Linked DNA regions of Zea mays: region 2 is linked to region 1. Evidence: chromatin contacts called from public Hi-C data. All regions are on one chromosome and are shown on one strand. Each heading gives the region's core, a stretch centred on a gene start, on an enhancer-like site or on the middle of the called end of the contact. The rest is flanking DNA. Distances are from core to core; before and after follow the strand shown.

Region 1 (2,900 bases), core at 276-2,775:
CCGGTGGCGGTTGGAGTGCTGCCCGCTCCGGAAGCTAGGAGCCGTGAGCGGCCGGTACTCCGGCACCAGCCTGTGTCCCGCGTAGCGTAACCCACACGCGTTGCACAGAGTGGCCCGCCCGTTCGGGCCTGTGCGCCACTGCGGCGTATCCGGCGAGTGGCAGTGGCGGCATACCTTCTGGGCTTGCATGTTCCTCTGGCGTGGCGCGGATCGTGACCTGCGGGCACCTGTGGGTAGGCTCCGCTGCCGCCTGGGAACAACCCAGGCGTGGGGTTGCAAGAACTCGGTCCCCGATGTCGCTGACGACGGGCAGCGGCCCGAGCCGGAAGACGCGCTGGACGACGGCGGAGACGGTGGCGGAGGGGCGTGCGCCGGCGCAGCGTTCGGGTGGAGACTAGCACGTGCTGGCATGGGCTCCATCCGTGGCGGCCCAGACGCGCCGATGGAGACAATGCCAGGCAACACCACGACGCACGCGTGAAGGCCAGCAGCAGCCCCCGGCATTGGCGCGCCGTTGTTGGTGACGAAGACGGACAGCGGACCGCCCGCTGCCGTGGGCGGCGACGCGCCATGGAACGCACGGCACGATGGCGGCTTAGACGCGCCGTTAGAGACAATTCCGGGCAAGGCGCCGCACGCGTGAAGGCCAGCAGCAGCTGGCATGGGCGCGCCGTCGTTGGTGACGAAGTCGGGCAGCGGACCGCCCGCTGCCATGGGCGGCGACGCGCCATGGAACGCACGGCACGCGTCGTACGCTTGGAGGGCGCCGGGTAGCATGTGCGCGGGCAGCGGCGACGCGTGAACGTCACCAGCTTCTGGCATGTGCGCCGGCGGCTTGGGCTTGGCTCCCGTCGAGTCGCAGGGCAAGTTGTCTTGGGTCGCCTCGCCGCCGCCGCCGCCGCCGCCGCCGTCCAGCGCGTCGTCAGCAAAGAACATGTTCGTATCAATTTCCTCGAGGCCGGAGAGTCCCTCAAGAACGTAGCTGGACAAGCCACAAGAATTCCGCCCGCCGCTGCCGCCACCACCATACGCGCTCTCCGCCAGCGGCTGCTCCTGCTCCCTACAGGGAGGCTCGCCGGCGCTGGTGCCTATCCCGAGCGCCGATCGGTCCACGGTGGTCTGAGCAGGGAAGAGCGAGTGGACGAGTTCGAGCGGGTCGTCGGGGTAGCACAGACCGCCGCCAGGGAAGCAGGCGCCCGTCCCGTCGCAGTCCGGGAGGTCGTCGGGGGCATCGCGGAGCCAGGGGTGAGGTTCTTGCGTGCGCATGTTGGGCGGCGGCAGGGGCATGGCGAACCCAGCCCAGAAACACCGGCTGCCGCCTACTCTCCCGTACGGCCGTACGTCTTCTCCGCCTGTTCGTTTCTTGGTTCTTGCTCGCTTGGTTCGTTCTCGAACCGGAGCGTCTTATGTCTACGGCTTTCGTCGGCGGCTGAGAGGAGATATATATTCGGGGGCGCAGGTTAACCATTTCGCATTTTAATAAGTTTTTCGGTGACCATAGAAAAGCTCCTTTCGAGAATTGAGAAAATACAGGAATAGAAAAAATATAGGAACAATGTTGGAATGTATGTGCAAAACAGAGGATTATAAAATACAGTAATTTTAACTGGAGAGTTATTTGGTTGGGACAGAGGATTGGAAAAAAGAGATGTGGTTGGATATTTATTTTCCTACGTTTTGCATAGGAAACAGATGACAACGGATTTTTTTCCTCCAAATTCTCAATCCTACGATCCAAATGATGCTACCATAACAATTCCTATGAAAATCAGAATACTATGTTTTTCATGTAAAATTACTTTGATCCGAAGGAGCCTGAAATCAATCTGTTGGCACCAATCTAGTCATCAATCATTACGATGTGTACCGGCGGTGGTGCTCTCTGTGATAGCATGGACGGTTCGTGGCCTTGGGGGACGGTCTACGACCTGGCACAAAGACGGGCCTTCCCTGCGGTGAAGTTGGACAGTCTGCGTCTGGTGGCTAGACGGTCCAAGCATGTGCATGGGCGGTGGCGTTCCAACAACACTTGGATCTCACTCCCGGGAGAGATCCCGTCAAAAAGGAAAAATCCTAAGGTTTGTCTTAGATCGGCAAGCCACCCAAGGGACCCATATGATGTAGAGTCGAAGAGAGATAAAGATTGGGGTGAAGAAGGCTACGTTATTGTCTACTCCTAGGGCAAAAGTAGGATGATATATTGATTTTGGTTCGATTATTAATGCTTCAATTGGTCATACCCTTTCAAATATATATGGGAAGGTTCCTAGGCATCCTCCAACTCTCACGTGTTTAGAGGGATAAAACACACGTGAAGATATGAGTTAATCCATATGCTCTGATCCAATCACGGACTGTCTGCACCTAAGACGGACCATCCGGGCCTTAAGATTGGACCGTCCGACCTCGCCCAATGCCACAAACAAACGGTGCTTAACACAATCAAAATAATAATATTCTTTGTAGTGAAAACGGCGCCCACTGTTCTTTGTAGTTTAGGTTAGGAGAACGATATACAGTGTTAAGAAGAAGAATACTATATCCTAAAAATAATAATATTCTGTATTTAATGGAATAAATACTCTAGGTTCAGTTCAATGGTTTCTAGATCCAACCTTTGTGTGGGAAACAGGCCTAAACTGCTTGGCAAAAGATTGATACCACACAGTTAGAGGTACACATTCACCAACTGATTAACAAGTTCTGACACCGATCACAAGAAAAACAAATCACCCTGAAGCCTACCAGAACCGGATAAAACGGGACCAGAATCTCTCAAGGCAACCAGAGCGGAGGCTCACCAATTTACCCAAGATTCACAAAATACATCATGTTGCTGATATCCTCAAGGATCACCTGTGCGAAGGAAGGGCTTAGGGCAAGCACACGGGATAGTAAAC
Region 2 (2,899 bases), core at 355-2,854, 140 kb before region 1:
CACTTTGTTGAGAATGTCCAGAAATACGGTAGAATCTGCAATCGCCACCTAACATACAGTAAGAAATCACATATGCTAGCATGTTTCGATTGCTTCCACTAATGCCATGAAGGCTCAATTAGCAGAGACACTACCAATTTTGCAAGGAAGTCCATAAGAGGGGAGCCAGGTAGGTTTTAGGTTCTGCAGAAACCTCAAATAGCTGCAGCACTTCATAACTTCACAATAATTCTTCAATCATTAGCAAAGCAAATCTGGTTATTACTTAGGTATTTGGAATCTAGCAATCGCACAACAAAAATACAACACTGCCATAACATAATAGCGCTAAGCAGTCAGAAGCGCAAGAAGTAGAGACCGAAGGTGAAAGTCGGAGGTATGGTAAATAAATCCCTGGACGAGCAGAGCACAGGCATACCGAAACTGAACCCATACGTAGCCATCAAGGCCTTGTTGACCATGATGAGTCCAACCGATGTGGTGACATTGAAACTCCATGCTGCGAAGTCGAGGGCAGCCTTCTTGTCGGATTTCTTCAGAGTACTCATCTCCACTTGCGCGGCTTTCAACTCAACGCTCGCTGGATTACACTCCCCGAGAGAGACCGGTGGTGTGGGATCCGGGAATCCAAAGCTTGAACTGCAGGGAGCGAGGTGACTAATCATAAATATTATAAGTGCAGTGTGATGCAACCAGCCAAGCTCACCCAGCAAAGCAAGCATCAATATCAGATTAGGGAGGAGTAAAGCTGTCATCAGGCATCACTCATCACAAGCTTTGAGCAGTGGGGAGGGGGGGGGGGGGGGGGGGGGGGGGGTTGAGATTTCCGGCAAAGGCCCGTCAGGTAACTAGGCTAAGGCTACACGAGGGTGGATTCCCCACGCCCTGCGTCCATCCAAGTGCAGGATCCAGGACCGGAATCTAGGAGGTCGAGCGGGCCTAACCGGCGCTGGTCAGGTTGAAACGGGCACTTGCTTCCTACTGAGCCTATCAACCGCCGGGCACTGGAGCCGCACGCCATCACGGGCTCACGTCCGACGTCTCGAGCAGAGCAGAGGCCACGGGATCTGACTGAGGCCCCCCAGAAGGAGACGACTCGAGACCACAACGCACGCGCTGCGTCTGGGCCGCGAGGCGAGCAGGCAGCCGGCGGCGCCGAACTGCCTGCCACGGTGCGTAAGGCGAGCAGGCGAGCCCTGCGTGTTGCACGGCCTCTCGACCGTCACCACCGGCCCCGCGAGCGCGAAGGGCAGGGGAGGAGGAGGAGGTAGGAGGAGGAGATGGGCTGCAGTTACCTGCGCCTGCGCTGGCTGGCCTCTCCGCGCCCGCGTTGCTCCGGTGATGCGGGACGGCGTTGCTCCTCCTCCGGCGTCCCGATCTGTGTGATTCGGGTGGGGCCCCGCTCCGAGCCGGCGGGTGGGGGGTGTTGCTGGTGCGTGCCTGGCTGCCTGCAGTCCGAGAAGTCCCGGCCCGTGTCGGAGGGGTGCCAATGTGATGAGTGGCAGTGTGGGTGCCGATGCGAGTGTTGTGTTTGCTCAGCTGGCTCGTTTTCGTTTGGGATCCCTTTGGCTTTTTTTGTTTCGTTGCAACGGCCACACAAACCTCCCAGATGTCGGACTCTGTTTGCTTTATTATAGGAATTTTCCTTTTGCAATTCATTCATTCAAAAGGAACTGAAACCGACCGACTCCTCGGCTGATTGAGATTCGCCATAATTTCCGCGTTTCCCTCTCACGTAAAAGTGGCATGTTTTTTTTTTATTTTCTATCTTTTTTTCAGAAATGTTTGCATTTATATTTTATTTTTTAACCTTTTCTCCGCACCATGAACACCATGAACACCGAGATGAGTTTCTCTGCTAAGGGCTAGTTTGGGAGTCCAAATACCGGGGGAGATTAGATGTGCTAAAATCCCTTTCTTATTCAAAATTATATAAGGAGGGAATTTTAGCCCCTCCGATTTTGTGGCTCTCAAACTAACTCAAATCCCTTTCGAGATTGAAGGAGATTGGAGAGGAAATTATTCATTTCCACCTAAGGTTGGATATCGAGCCAGCTCGACTCGTTATGGCTCGTTACTGTAACAAGCCAGCTCGGCTCGGCTCGTTATACTAACGAGCTAAACATCTGGCTCGACTCGGCTCGTTAGGAAGCTCGAGCCAGCTTGTTAGGCTCGCGAGCTACACAACTAAATACAAAGATCTATGTACATAAATATATATATATATATATATATATATATATATATATATATAACCAAAAAATCATATTTGTAGTGTTTAACACTACAAAACCAAAACTTTTATAATATTATTATCATATTATCGTCCTAGCTTCTAACTTTTAATATTAAATTAAATAACCAAATATGTATTAACTTACATATTTACAAACCCTTATTATAATAAGATAGCAACAAGCATCATTATAAAGCAATTCATCATCCATTCTACAAACATGTAACATTTTATTGCACAACACTAACATCATATACGGCTAGAAACAAAGTTCACAAAATCATATCCGATAATCAAATATTAAATATACAATGTAGGTATGTAGCCATGCAATAATGCAAATATTTAAGCACATGGCACGTCCACACATGTCCATATCACAGATCATAACTACGAGAAACAAGAATATGAGAGATGAGACGACACCAACGACTAGACAAACTTGTATTGTGGCTTGGCTCGTTTGGCTCGCAAGCTAGCTCACGAGCTAACTCGAGCTAGCTCATTAGAGAACTGAGCTAGAATGCTAGCTTGGCTCGCTACAAAATTAAAACGAGCCGAGTTGAGCTACTAACGAGCCGAGTCGAGCGAGTTATCGAGCCACGAGTATTTCGTCCAGCCTTATTTCCACCTCAATCCCCTCCAATCCCGAAGGGGATTTGA

Evidence for each region. Hi-C and Micro-C count contacts between places; a contact is called where the count stands out from the background.
Region 2: a contact with region 1 is called in a Hi-C map of leaf, with 7 times the contacts expected there. The contact joins the promoter of LOC100282154 here to the promoter of LOC103647123 in region 1. A contact is called at or near these places in 15 of 25 Hi-C or Micro-C datasets (bundle sheath, ear, endosperm and 5 more) and 1 of 3 datasets of contacts at active chromatin or transcription factors (leaf).

What each region holds. Positions count from the first base shown.
Region 1 is chr2:153,056,606-153,059,505 of Zm-B73-REFERENCE-NAM-5.0, reverse strand. LOC103647123 (zinc finger protein 703) reads right to left here and starts at 1,525. Exons shown (of 1, transcript XM_008671682.1): 1 at 1-1,525. The coding sequence starts at 1,287. It overlaps LOC100217276 (Protein kinase superfamily protein), which reads right to left. Exons shown (of 2, transcript NM_001359575.1): 2 at 2,776-2,900.
Region 2 is chr2:153,200,899-153,203,797 of Zm-B73-REFERENCE-NAM-5.0, reverse strand. LOC100282154 (integral membrane protein like) reads right to left here and starts at 1,604. Exons shown (of 4, transcript NM_001412041.1): 1 at 1,296-1,604; 2 at 1-639.